2 separate regions of the Mus musculus genome follow, and region 1 is linked to region 2. A link is a contact called in public Hi-C data. All regions are on one chromosome and are shown on one strand. The core of a region is the stretch at or near the end of the contact, and the rest is flanking DNA. Distances in the headings are between cores, read along the strand shown.

What was found. A called contact is a pair of places that touch in the nucleus more often than the background predicts.
Region 1: a Hi-C map of liver shows a contact between it and region 2, with 2.7 times the contacts expected there. The contact joins two enhancer-like sites. A contact is called at or near these places in 2 of 484 Hi-C or Micro-C datasets (liver and nephron progenitors).

What each region holds. Positions count from the first base shown.
Region 1 is chr5:150,576,712-150,582,661 of GRCm38.p6, forward strand. It overlaps N4bp2l1 (NEDD4 binding protein 2-like 1), which reads right to left. Exons shown (of 5, transcript NM_133898.4): 2 at 1-56. Among named protein-coding and RNA genes, the nearest start is that of N4bp2l1, 15 kb to the right of the region's middle. Within about 2 kb of position 2,325, at least 42 of the 459 cell types and tissues checked have an H3K27ac peak or open chromatin away from gene starts, as enhancers often do. A contact at or near this core is called in liver, where this site is marked.
Region 2 is chr5:150,229,534-150,236,147 of GRCm38.p6, forward strand. It overlaps a transcript of Fry not described here. Among named protein-coding and RNA genes, the nearest start is that of Fry, 27 kb to the right of the region's middle. Within about 2 kb of position 2,823, at least 46 of the 459 cell types and tissues checked have an H3K27ac peak or open chromatin away from gene starts, as enhancers often do. A contact at or near this core is called in liver, where this site is marked.

The DNA of each region.
Region 1 (5,950 bases), core at 1,075-3,574, 350 kb after region 2:
AGAAAAAGTCATCGGTGCTGAAAATCAGGGCTCTGGGGTAGTCGTGCTGCAGCTGTCTGCAAAGTGGAGAAACAGAAAAGGGATCCTCCCGTCACCAACAGTTCTTTCCATCTTTAGCAGCAGAAAATAATTCTAAGATCTCCACATTTTGAATTTTCAACTTCACTTAAAAGGAGAACCAATTATCTCCGGAAGTCATCACTCCTCAACAGGAGGCCGAGAGGCCGCTGTGCGAGTTGCCAACTCTTAAAAGTGAGAGGTCACTGGTCACGGCCACTGCCTCCTGCAGCAACCAGAATCGACTAAAACTCCGAGGCTAAGTCGAAGGCATGGTGACTGTTTCCTGGCGGACATCAGTTACCAGGGCCACTCCTCTCTGAGACAGCAGTGCCCTCCCACACCTCCCGTTGGGCACCATGCCCCCACACTGCAGCCCTTCCCTTGGCCCCTAAACTCTTACCTGTCCTGGGTCCCATTCCTCGGAGCTCTGATCTCTGTAAGGACCCATCTGAGCAACTAGTTCTTGCTGAGGTATGAAATGTGGATAAAGGAGATGTGTGTGAGCTACCCTCTGAGTTCTAACAATACCTAAACCAGCAGGAAAAAAGCACAAGAGAAGGAGAGAGGTGAACCCAACGGTGCCCCTGTGCTTTAACCCTACCACTCTTGGCCGACCGAAATATGAAAATGTCACAGAAAACAAGTCACATCACAGAGAGCGCCTCTATGCCAAATAGAGAGGGGAGTTAAGATCTGCAGGAAAGAATCTCAAAAGAGATGCTTCAGTTTGGGGTTACATCATATCTGAGCAGGCACTATCAAATCAGATAGTGACTGAGTCGGTACCAAACAGCCTCCTTGTAATAAACAAAAACAAAACCCAAAAAACCCAAACCAGAGAAACTTAATATCTGGCGATGCATGCCCTGCATCCCAACAGATTCTGCCGCTGAGTGGAATCCACCCCTACAGCTGTGTGGAAAGTGAAACGGGCAGGAAGACAAAGAGCAGAGCAGGTGGAGACACCGCGAATGCCCTGTTAGCTTCTGCTCTCAGCAGCGCTAGAGGTGGGTTATTTTAACTCAGCAAGAATATGGAGCTGAAGAGCTGGGCTACACCCTCAAGCCTCCACTGCAGCCACCATGAACCCATCTGTCTGAGCTTGTCTTCTCAACTCTAAGACACGGAGGACAATGCGAAGGACTGGAGGGACAGCACTTTGTAAACGGTGAGGTGCTCAGCAAACCTGAGGGTCAGTAGTAACTTACCCAGCCCAGCCTGCCAGCAGGACCCAGGCTTAGTACACATGAGCGTGGGGGCTTTCTAGGAGTTGCAGTGGATGTGAGAGGGCAAAGGGTAAGAGCTTCCGCTCTGACATGTCAGTACATACACAATCCAGAGACAGAAAACAAGCATCTCTACCTGCATTCTTCAGAGGGCCTGACAGCAGAGTTGGGGAAAAAAACGACAAAGTAAATGCATTTTGTTACAGTCTGTGGTGGCACACGGGGCCACCTTGATTTTTAACAGCAACCTGACTGTCCTTGGTAGACTTGTGAGAACAAGTAGGCATATATTTCATTTTATTGTTTATCTATTTGTGCACTATCTGCACATGGACCCATGGAGTCCAGAAGAGGGCCATCAGATCTCCTGGAGCTGGAATTATAGGCAGTTGCACACCACCTTGTGGGTGCTGGCAACCAAGAGGTTGCCAGATGATCCATCTCTTCAGCTCGGAGATAAAAATTTCCATATCAAAGGACTAGGAGCAATTAGCCAACTTATTAAACCCTGATTTCCAGACACCAAGTGTTACACAAAGTGTTAAGGCACAAAACCTAAAGTTTTTCAAAACTGGATTCCCTGGCTAAGGGACCGGTCCTCCTGCAGTTTGTGTGACCCACGTAGGACAAGCTGTACTGACAAAACACAAACAATTTGGGCCAGAAACATTAACAGTTTGATAAGCGAGACATTGCAAAAGAGATAACATTTGACTTGGACCTTGAGGGTTGAAGAACTTTTACCTCTTGTGAAAGGGGATAAGAGAAGGCAGGAGCGACACACCCTGAGTGAATAAATAAAAGCACAGACCGTTTTGTTGCAGTAAGTCATCAGAAATGCTGCACGCAAAGTTTTAAGAGGAATTTGGCAAGCTGGAACCAATCCAAAGTGTGACCACAAACCATGGAAACCATGCCGCAGATCATCTAAGTGGACAGGTTTATGGTAAAGACACTAAGAACAGTTCATGGCAGTTCTCACATACAGAAAGTCTGTTTATGGAAGGGGGAGGAAACTGGCTTGGGAGTCACAGTGTCAACTGAGTCAGCCCAAGAGTTCTGATCTTGCTGGGTGTCCTTCACACACACAGGGTGCAGAGTCTAGATAAGCCTCCTGTGAGCTTCTGGTGGGCTGGCTTTGACTGGCTCTGAGTCTCCAGGCCCCTGGGCAGGAGGGCAGGAGTGGACACCATACTGCGTCAGGCAAAGTAAATTAGTCTCCTCTCGTGAACTGGCATGATAGAAATCAGTTTCAAGTTCTTGAAGGAATTGGGAACACAGGAAATATGGCAATGCTCAGTCACCCATGGGTATAGAGAGTGGTGGGAGATGGGAGAAGTCACCAGAGGGTAGAGGAGGACAAAGGTTTGGTCTCCACAGAGAAGGTTCACTGAGCTTGACCACACAGCTGAAAAGGTCAAACCCCACAACCAAGCCCCGATCTCCAACACAAACAGTGACAGAAGCCCCGAAGACTGAGGGCATAGTTCGAGAAGCCATTTCAAAGATGGGTATTTTAAATTTTGCTGAGTGATAATTGGTCAACACTCTCAAGTGTCGGGTTATTTCATAAATATGACTTGTTCTAATAAAATCTATCATTCAAATGGAAGTCATTTCCCCTGCCTCTCTCCTGTGTGCTAAGTGACTGACTGTTGAAACCAAGGCTTATTTTCTTCTGTACTCCCCATCTACTGTCCCTTCTAGACTGGGTCTGGTTTGTTGAGCCTTTTCAGAGATGTTTCTCTTTCCATGTGTAATCCTTACGGACTCATTTTTGGCTCTTGGTGGCTTACGCTATGGACAGAAATTTATGTTTTTAAGGTTTTCTCCAGGTGGACTTCAAGACATGCTGTTTGCTGCACACTTTATTCGCTTCTTAGTCCCTTCTAGACAACACACAAAACAGAACATTGCTGGCCTTTCTGACTTCGATGTTTTACTCAGAGTAAAACCGCTCAGGCCCACCACCGGGCCTTATGGGCTCTCCATTCCTGAGACACATGTGACCATGGGCTCCACAGTCCTCCCTGCAAACTAGCAGAGTGCACATCACCAGTGTGGTGACAGTCTGCTTTTTCCTTTGGTCTGTCGCTTTAATTTTTTTTTTCTTACTTGTACCTGGATGTCAAATTAGCACCAAAGGCCATAGCAACATCTTGAAAATTCAAGACAGTAGAAACACTAGCGAAGCAGAGGTGATTAAGTGACAGTATTTCAACTGTAAAACTTAAGTGTGAGCAATAAATACCATTGCACCAGCATCAGGGATGAGGCATGTGCCTCAGCGCTAACCTTCTCTATGGTGGTCAGGAACCTCATGGGTTAGGGCAATTGAGCAAATGAAAAAACAGAAGAATGGAAAGAAAATAGACAATGACTTCCACGTAGCTTCCCCTCCTCCGCTGCCCTTCTCCCAATTCACTAAAATTACGAGAGGGACTCCAGTGCTAATTCGTATTTCATAACTTACTCTCAATACGATCAGAACTATGGCATGGTGGGTATCTGTCAGCTGAGGACCTGCTGGCTAGGAAGTCTCCCTTGTACCCCTGACTTTACATTTTCAGACATGTGTTGGTAGATCCCTATTCAGGACCCAGCTTGGGCGATTACCCACCATAGTCCTGCACAGCAAACATCATCTCAGTAAGCTCTCCCTAGAACTGAATTGTTTGGGTCAGGAGTTAAAAAGATCCACACATCCTCTCTGGCCACCGTATGTTACACTTCATTTCCTCTGCTTTTCCCTTCTTTAGGTTGCACCTTTACCTTTTTTTTTTTTCTGCCCACAACTTCTATTTAGAAAATGTTGAAATTTATATACAAATGGGGAAGATGCAGAACAATGTACACTGCTTTCCCTCTGTCTGCAGTCACTAGATTGTCATATTTGGTCTCAATTATTCTGTCTCTTCTATTCAAGGCTCTTTACTCCTGGGTTCCTGCCAACATTCTTCTAGGTGAACACGATGTTTGAGTTCATGTCATAAAGATTTCAAAATTTTCTCACAGTCTCAAATTTGAAATTACTTTAATTGATTTTATATTTAAATATTTAAAAATTTCTCTTACAGTTCCCCAAACGATCTTCATTCATTCCAAGTGCTATCTTTGGTAATTACATGCGTTTGGTGTCTTTCATCTAAAACTGTCCCCATGTCTGTCTGTCTCTGTCTCTCTCTCTCTCTCCCCCTGCTCCCCGGAAGAGTCCAGATGAGTCTCCGGTTGTTTGCTCAGGATTGGGTCCAGACTAAACCTTGTTGGGAGGGTGTTATGGAGGAGAGATGTTGTTCCTGATCTCATGTGACACCCACCCACTGTGCCCATGCAGACACTTGGCTAAAAGTCGGGGTCATGGAGTCTTCCACTGTGAGATAAGCTCATTGACTGGCTTAGTGATGATGCTAATGTGTGAACCCGGGACCATGTGACTGCCCTGGCTTCCAGCAGTCTTCCCTGTGCATATGACCTCAAGGTCCCGCAAGTCTTATGTTTCTCATTTGAAACTCTTGTCATGTCTTAATAAGAGCCTCCTCACTTCTCTTTTCATCGTCTTCATCTTATTTGTTTATTTGTTCATTGCTATGTAGCTCAAACTACTTTTGCCTCAGCTTCTCAAGTGCTGGGGTTGCAGGCATGCACTACCATACCCAGACCACCCTATACTTCAGCTTGCTTGCTTGCTACAGTAGCTCTAACAGGCTTAAAAATTCACTATGCAGACCAGGATGGCCTCATAGTCATGGCTAATCCTCCTGCCTCTGTCTCCCAATCACTGGGATTCCAGGCATGAAGCACTGTATCCCGTCCTCTCATTGTTCTTTACGATGTTCCAGCTGTCCCAAATTTAGTTGGTGATACACCCCAAACTGGCTCCTCTTATGAAAATGAGGCTCCAGCTTGTGAAAAGTATCATTTTTTCCTAATTAGCAAAGATACACATTGAAACATTAAAGGAGGGGTCGGGGAGATTGGAGGTTGGGGGGTGAGGAATAAGGGTAGGCTCCTGTATTCCTCCAACTAAAAATAATTTCTAACATTTGGTCTTATATAGAAGAAAATCTTTAAATCCTCTATTAATTTTGTGTGTTTATGCACATGTGTGAGGTCAGAGGACAAGTGTCAGGGGTCGTTTCTCTCCCGTCACCATTTTGGTTCCAGGATCAAACTAGGGCCATAAGGCTTGGTGGCTAGTGCCATCACCTAGCACAAAGTTTTTTGCTTGTTTCCTCACTTGCTTGCTCATTTCATTTCTAAGACAGTCTTACTAGGTCGTCTTCACTGGCCAGGAACTCAGAGAGATCAGCCTGCCTCTGTCTCCCAGGTGCCAGCATTAAAGGCAGGTGCCAGCACATTCAGACTACATCTTTAAAATTTTCACCTCTTGTGTAAAACCAGGAATGTGATATAAACCATACCAAGTTTTTGCTGGCAGTTTTTTTTTTTTTCATAATAAATTGTTTCTCACCCTATGGGATTATTTGTGTGTGTATGTGTGTGACATTTCAATGCCCGGCAGCTTACACTTGTGCACAGAGATGCGTCACAGTTTACCTAAGAATTGCCTCTTGACTACCCAGTGTGTTAGTCCTCAGCTGGAAATTTAGCTTATCAAATGCTACTTTCCTATATGTTAGAACAATGGCTTTTGACATTATTTA
Region 2 (6,614 bases), core at 1,573-4,072:
CTTTTATATCTCTTTTTCTTTAATATAGTTGTATACTCCTAATATTTTTTGGTTTGGGCCATACCCTTTAAAACATGTCTTCTAGTTATTGTTATTTTATAGTCTCTATTTCTTAATTCTGTCATTGAGTACCTTTGGAGGAAAGTCTATTTCTGCTCTTTTTTTGTCTACATATTATACTTTTAAAAAAGATTTATTTATTTAATATATGAGTGCTTTATCTGCATGTATGCCTGCACACCAGTAGAGAGCCCCAGATATTATTACTGATGGTTATGAGCCACCATCTAGTTGCTGGGAATTGAACTCAGGATGTCTGGAAGAACAGTCAGTGTTCTTAATCACTGAGCCATCTCTCCAGCTCCATATTATAGTTTTAAAAATTACTTGCCCTCATGTATGTATGTGCACTACCTGTGCGCAGTACCCGTGAAAGCCAGAAGAGGGCAGCAGATTTCCTGGAACTAGCGTTTCAGACGGTTGTGAGCTGTCACATGGGTGCTGGGTAACACAGGTGCTCTGTAAGGACACCTTTAATCCCAGGACTTGGGAGGCAGAGGCAGGAGAAACTCTGTGAGTTTAAGGCCAGCTTGGTCTACAGAGTGAGTTCCAGGACAGCCAGGACTACATAGAGAAACCTTGTCTCAAAAAACCAAACCAAAACAAACCAAAACAAAAACAAAAGAAAAACAAAAATCAAAACATGAAGTTTTCATCACTTTTCTAGCACCTCTAAAAGTTACTCTTTATATCCCACATTTCCTTGAATGTTAACTCCTTGTTAGCTTGTTAACTCCTTGGGGGTAGATTCAACTTTTTTCATCAAATATTTTCTTTAGGATTTTTTTATGGGGATTCTTTGCAGCCAAAACAAAGCAGTGTCCCTCTATCAGGACACTACTTGAGGACCTTCTCAGTCAAGAGTCACTCAAAACCAAATCTAAGGCCTTATGTATTTTGGACTAAGTGGTGTGAAAATGAACTCCAGGTTCAAATGCAGTCTGACTTGTGAGTCCCAGGTCTCGGCAGTAATTGCTTCTGTCTCCACAGTACCACGATCCCATACTTGTGTGTGTATGTGAGTGTATGTTTGTGCGTGTATGTGTGTTGTTTGTGTAAGAGTATGTGTTGTGTATAGGTGTATGAGTAAATATGTGTGCATGAATGTGTCTGTGTATGTGAGTGCTTGCATATATGTGTATTGTATGAGTGTGTGTGTGAGAATGTGTGTGTTGTGTATATGTATGAGTGTGTGTTGTGTATGTGTTTGAGTAGGTGTGTATTGTGTATGAGTGTGTGTGTGTGCGCGCGTGTGTGCATGCACGCGTGACCTTGGCTTGGACATAAAGCTGTTTTTCACATTCTTGAAACCTCAGCATGCAATGAAGGCATCAGGGCTGTCTCCATAGATATCTAACCTCATGATGCTGAACTGATTTGTCCATGGAGTGACCAAGGTTGCCAGAAGCAAGAGAAAAAGTTGTTCTGCCCTAACGTGGCCTTTGCTTGTGTCCCATTAGTTATGGCTATGGTGCCGCTTGTGTAAGTCCCAAGGGGTGGGGTCTGCAGTCCCCCTCTGCCTCTAGCAGGTCAGATGCCACTCTCAGCTAGGCTGGTGGGGGAGGCAGTCTAGGTTGAGCAGGATCCCAGTCTGGTTGGGAATGAGTGCCCGGGACACATCGCTTCTTCCCAGTGCTAAAGTCATCTCTCTGTGAGAGGAAAGAGAAGGCCTTCTCTGATGATCTTTAATGAAGCAGCTCTCTAAGACAGTCTTAGCTTGCTCATATTTCTTTATGGGGGTAGGTTTGAACACATACACTCCATTCAGGGTGAACCGAGGGTTATATAGTTTGGAGAAAGGTGTGAGAATATCCAGGGAAGAAAAAGGTCATTGGCTGAAGGCTACGGGTACTGAGATGCCTCATCTGCACGTGGAAGAGTTCAGGCGCTGAGCGATTTGACTGATTACTTGTGATCACCTGGTTGAGGCTTGCCTGGTTCCTTGCTCCCAGGCAAACATGGAACAGGGAGGGAGCTACCACACTCCTGCTGGTCTCAGGGTGAGATTCTAATCTCAGCTTTTGAGATTTCTGGAGTTTGGACATGCCCAACCTCACGTGTTCCATGCTAGTTCCTCTGGTGGCACAGTCCCCATGCCCTACAATAACAAGTCACTCAGACAGTCTCAGATTCCAGTAGATGAGTAAATTCTTCTTCCTGATACAAGGGTAATGTAAGTCAATATTGCAATGGAGATGCAAGCGGAGATGCTTTGTGACATCTGTGCTGCCAACCACTCTGGCCATAAATGCCATATCACAGAGGAAAGAGCGTCTTACCTAATAATAGCAGGATAAAATTTCCTCAAATAATATAGCTAGAATGGAGAAAAATAAATAAAACCAAAAAAAACTAAACAAACACACAAACAAATGCCTAGTACCCCGGGCTAGTGAGCATGTCCTTGCTAGAAATATCTTTCTAGAGTACAGAACTCTGTCTTCTATGGTATGGAGAAGGTCTGGCAGAATTGCCTATGTTTGGAGAAAAGGGCAGGACTCCACTGAGGAGACTGAATGAAGTCCAGATGAAAGGCAGGGAAGGCTCGAGGTGGGTGAGTGGGCAGGCCCTGGAATAACTAGGAAGGAGAGGATGCAACAGAGAGCTGAGGTTAGCACCAGGGAAAAGTGGTGTGTGTGTGTGTTTGTGTGTGTAATTTGATAACCGCCTGTACTGCTTTTCTACCGTTGGGCAACACTGTGTACTCACACAGTGGGAAGCCTGACCCTTTGCTCAAGGTCAGAACCAAGGCCTTGACCAACCTGAACTCTTCCCTAGAGGCTCTGGGAAGGCTGTTTCCTGGCTCACACCAAGTACTGCCAGTACTTACAAGAGGTGGTTCCTGTTATTGGCTATCACTTTGGATGTTGTAACCAAGTATCAACCGCGGGCTACGTGTCTTACACAATAAACAATTATTTTCTGGCCACTCTGAAGTGTGCCAGCCTAGTTAGGTATTATCAAGGTAGATGACGACTGTGTCACTGTCTAGTCACGTAACACAGAGAGAAACATGTAGAAGAAGATTCCTGCAGGCTCTTCTTTCTGAGGGCAGTAATTCTGAGACCCCGGGCTCCACCCCATGACGTCATCTAATCCTAGTGACCCTCCACAGGCCCCATCTCAAAACACCACCACTCTGGGGCTTGCCCCTTCAATACAAACTAGTTTGAGAAAGTACTGTTTGGTATCTGAGAGGCATTTCTTCCTTCTCTCATGGCACCTTCACCATGACAGCACAGGGGCATACCAAATCGGCCACCCCCGCCGCCCCGCTGCCCCGCCCCCCTCCCCTCCCCACCCCTCCCCTCCCCTCCCCGCTGCCCCGGGGCCTTGCATGTCTTTCCCCGGCAGAGGGCACTGTCTGTCTTTGGAGGCCCACCCGGATGGTTCCAGGTTGAAGTTCACTTCTGATGACTGATGTCAGCCAGGGGTGATGCTTCCCAGAGGTTAGGAGGCTGCGGTGGGGCATCTTTGGAAGACATTTCTGTGATTTCTGCGTACTGCATCGTCCCTTGTAATGAAAAAGTTAGACTCAAGGAGATTTCTTTGAAGATCTAATTTTATTGTGCAGCCGTATCACAGTATGGTTATCAGATGTAAAAGGCAGTAAGAAACCCCGCAGTAGTCATTCAGCCTTTTGAGGACGATGTCTGTCGTAAGGAAGGTGGACTAAGATCCAATAAGACAGGCTGGTGATGTTAGGTGGGTCAATGGCTTCAAGCATCTCTCTCCTTCTGTGCTAATTGCCGCCACTAGGTGTCACCATATGCAGCTGCAGAGACTATGAGTATGATTTGAAGAAGAGGTGAGCAGCTCCCCTTCCAGAATGTTCGGCTCCTCACCCATTGGGGAACTCAGAAGTCTGAGAATGATCACAGGAGAAAGGCGGACCTCCTCCACGGGTAGACAGTGCAGTCGCCTGGGGAAGGGGCTTATTGGCCTCACTGTTAACTTGGCTTTCAGACCCTGGCTGTATTCATTACACAAGTGAATAGACTGTAGATACAACTGGGAACCCGTGGGGCAGAGGACTTCTGGAGCCTGGGATGGAGGACCAAGGGGCCGCCCTTCAACTGTTCTTCAGCCTCAGAAAGGGAAGTCAAGTAAGAGGAAATAGTAGGAGAGCAACCCGTTTGCTATTTGTTGGTACTCTACCCAGGCAGATACTGTAGTAAGAAAAGCAAATCGAAAGGGGATGATGAACACTGCCTGGGCCCTGTGCAGTGTCCGCGAAGCTGGGCACAGCCCCGCCTGGCTGACCGCTCCCTGGTAGGGACCTATGTCCTGGGCAAACACCTGTTTCTCTGCTGGGGAGTTTCCACTCTGTCCAGAGCACAAACTCCTGAAGTATTCAAAGGTGTGTGCATTCTCTTCCCTAACAGAAGGGAAATATAATCTCTTTAATTCATATGTATGTATGTATGTATGTATGTGTGTGTATATATATATATACACATATATATGTATATATATATAAAACCTCTGGTCCCTGAAAGCTACTGGGGTGTCAGTTGGCCTTGGCTCATATCATCCACTCTGATTGGAAGGAACCATGGCCCACTGCTAAGCCTGGCAGGGAAAGAGTACACTTGGCTGCTTCAGAAGAAAAAACAGGCTCTGGGATGCAGGGGTAGGGAGGTGAACAGTATAAGGAATGTACCTCAAGCTCATGTGTGTGTGTGTGTGTCCATAATTATGCAAGGGAATATATACATATACCCATAATTATGTATAGAAATATATATATATATTTACATATATATATATATACATATATATATATATATATATATATTTGTCTTATAATCTGGTTATCCCCACTCAGTTGTGTGTCAGGCTCATGTGGATTACATCAGACTCAGAATATTTTTATGGTGGCAATGTGACTTTGCTAGCCAGGGTTTGCCAAGACATCATAGTGAGATGTGGTGTCTTTCAGGGAAGTGACTGAGCCTTCACCTATGTCAGTGATGTTTACCTGAGTCTTCTTTCAACTGCCTATTTCAGAGGTAGTATTGGTTTTTCCAAGTTCTGCATTCATAACTAGTCGATGGACCTGTCCCTTCCCCCCACCCCCGTTTGCAGCTCCATCATGATATTGCAGACAAGGGATGAGATCGTGTGTAGTCCTACCCACTGAGTACCAGGCCCCAGCACAGTGGTTCTCGACATTTCCAAGGCTGCAATCCCATAATTCAGTTCCTCCTTTTGTGGTTGATAAGTGAGCCAATTCAAGCCAAATTAAAGTATAAAGGCAGGTTTATTTGGGGCACCTCTCAGGCAAGTTCACTGACCACACAGGAGGGGCTGAGTGAAGCCATGCAGAGGGAGACAGGGGAAGGAAAAGAGAAAGAGAGAAAGCGTGCTCACAGATGGAGAAGAGAGAGGCAGCCACCAAAATGTCTCTGGGGAGTGGGGAGAAGCCCAGCCCCTGGGGTGTAAAATTCAGGACAGAGGGTGGGGTATGCCAGCATATCCTGTAACAAATAGGTAGGGACTGAGGGACCCGACGCTGGGAGAACCTGGAGGCCAGGTCCTCTTTGGTACGTAAATATGCACCTCAGCTGTTCTTCCCAAGTCTGAATGCCAACAGTGATGATTCCCCAACCAGAAAATTATTTTCCTTTCTATTTCAGAACTGTAACTTTGCTACTGTCATGAATTGTAATGTAAATAACTGATATGCAGGATGTCTGACATATGATCCCAGAGAGGTTGAGACCCACAGGTGGAAGACCACTGCCCTAGCAGATGCTGTTATGGAAATAACTATGACTATAAATATATTTGAAATTAAATTTGCTCCTTACTGTATCAACAAAGCCTAAACACTATTTATCCTTCAAGTTCCCAAGGCATATTCTGATAAAGGATCAATCTTAAGAAATGCTGCCGGGCAGTGGTGATGCACACCTTTAATCCCAGCACTTGGGAGGCAGAGGCAGACAGATTTCTGAGTTCGAGGCCAGCCTGGTCTACAGAGTGAGTTCCAGGACAGCCAGAGCTACACAGAGAAACCCTGTCCCGAAAAATAAAAATAAAAAATAAAAAGAAAGAAAGAAATGTTGTGTTTTGCTACCTGGCAGAAGTTTTCTGAGTTCTGGTTCCTGGGGAGGGGAAGGGGGAGGGGGAGGGGGAGGGGCAGTCCATCATCAGGCCACTCCACGGGTCCTTGCTTTGCTTCTCTCAAATTGCCCCGGGATTGGCAGACTCTGTGCCATGTGGGTGCTGGGAATTGAACCTGGGTCTTCTGCAAGAGTAGCTAGTGCCCTTAACTGTTGAGCCATCTCTCCAGCCCCTTGAGATATAATCTTCATCCTTTAAAATAAATTATTTGCAGAGCGGGGCCCAGGGGAAAATTTGCTTCTTGGTCTTAATTCTGCTTTATTTCTGTATCCCCTTGTAGACTCCCTCTTCCCTCTGAGAATGTGGCTTACACAGTTGGGCTTGAAAACATAGTTTATCCAATCTCAGGAAAAGTGGCAGTAGCTCGGTGACAGAGTGACCCAGTTACATGCAAGAGCCTGCTGAGTGTCTCCACCTGGTAGCCA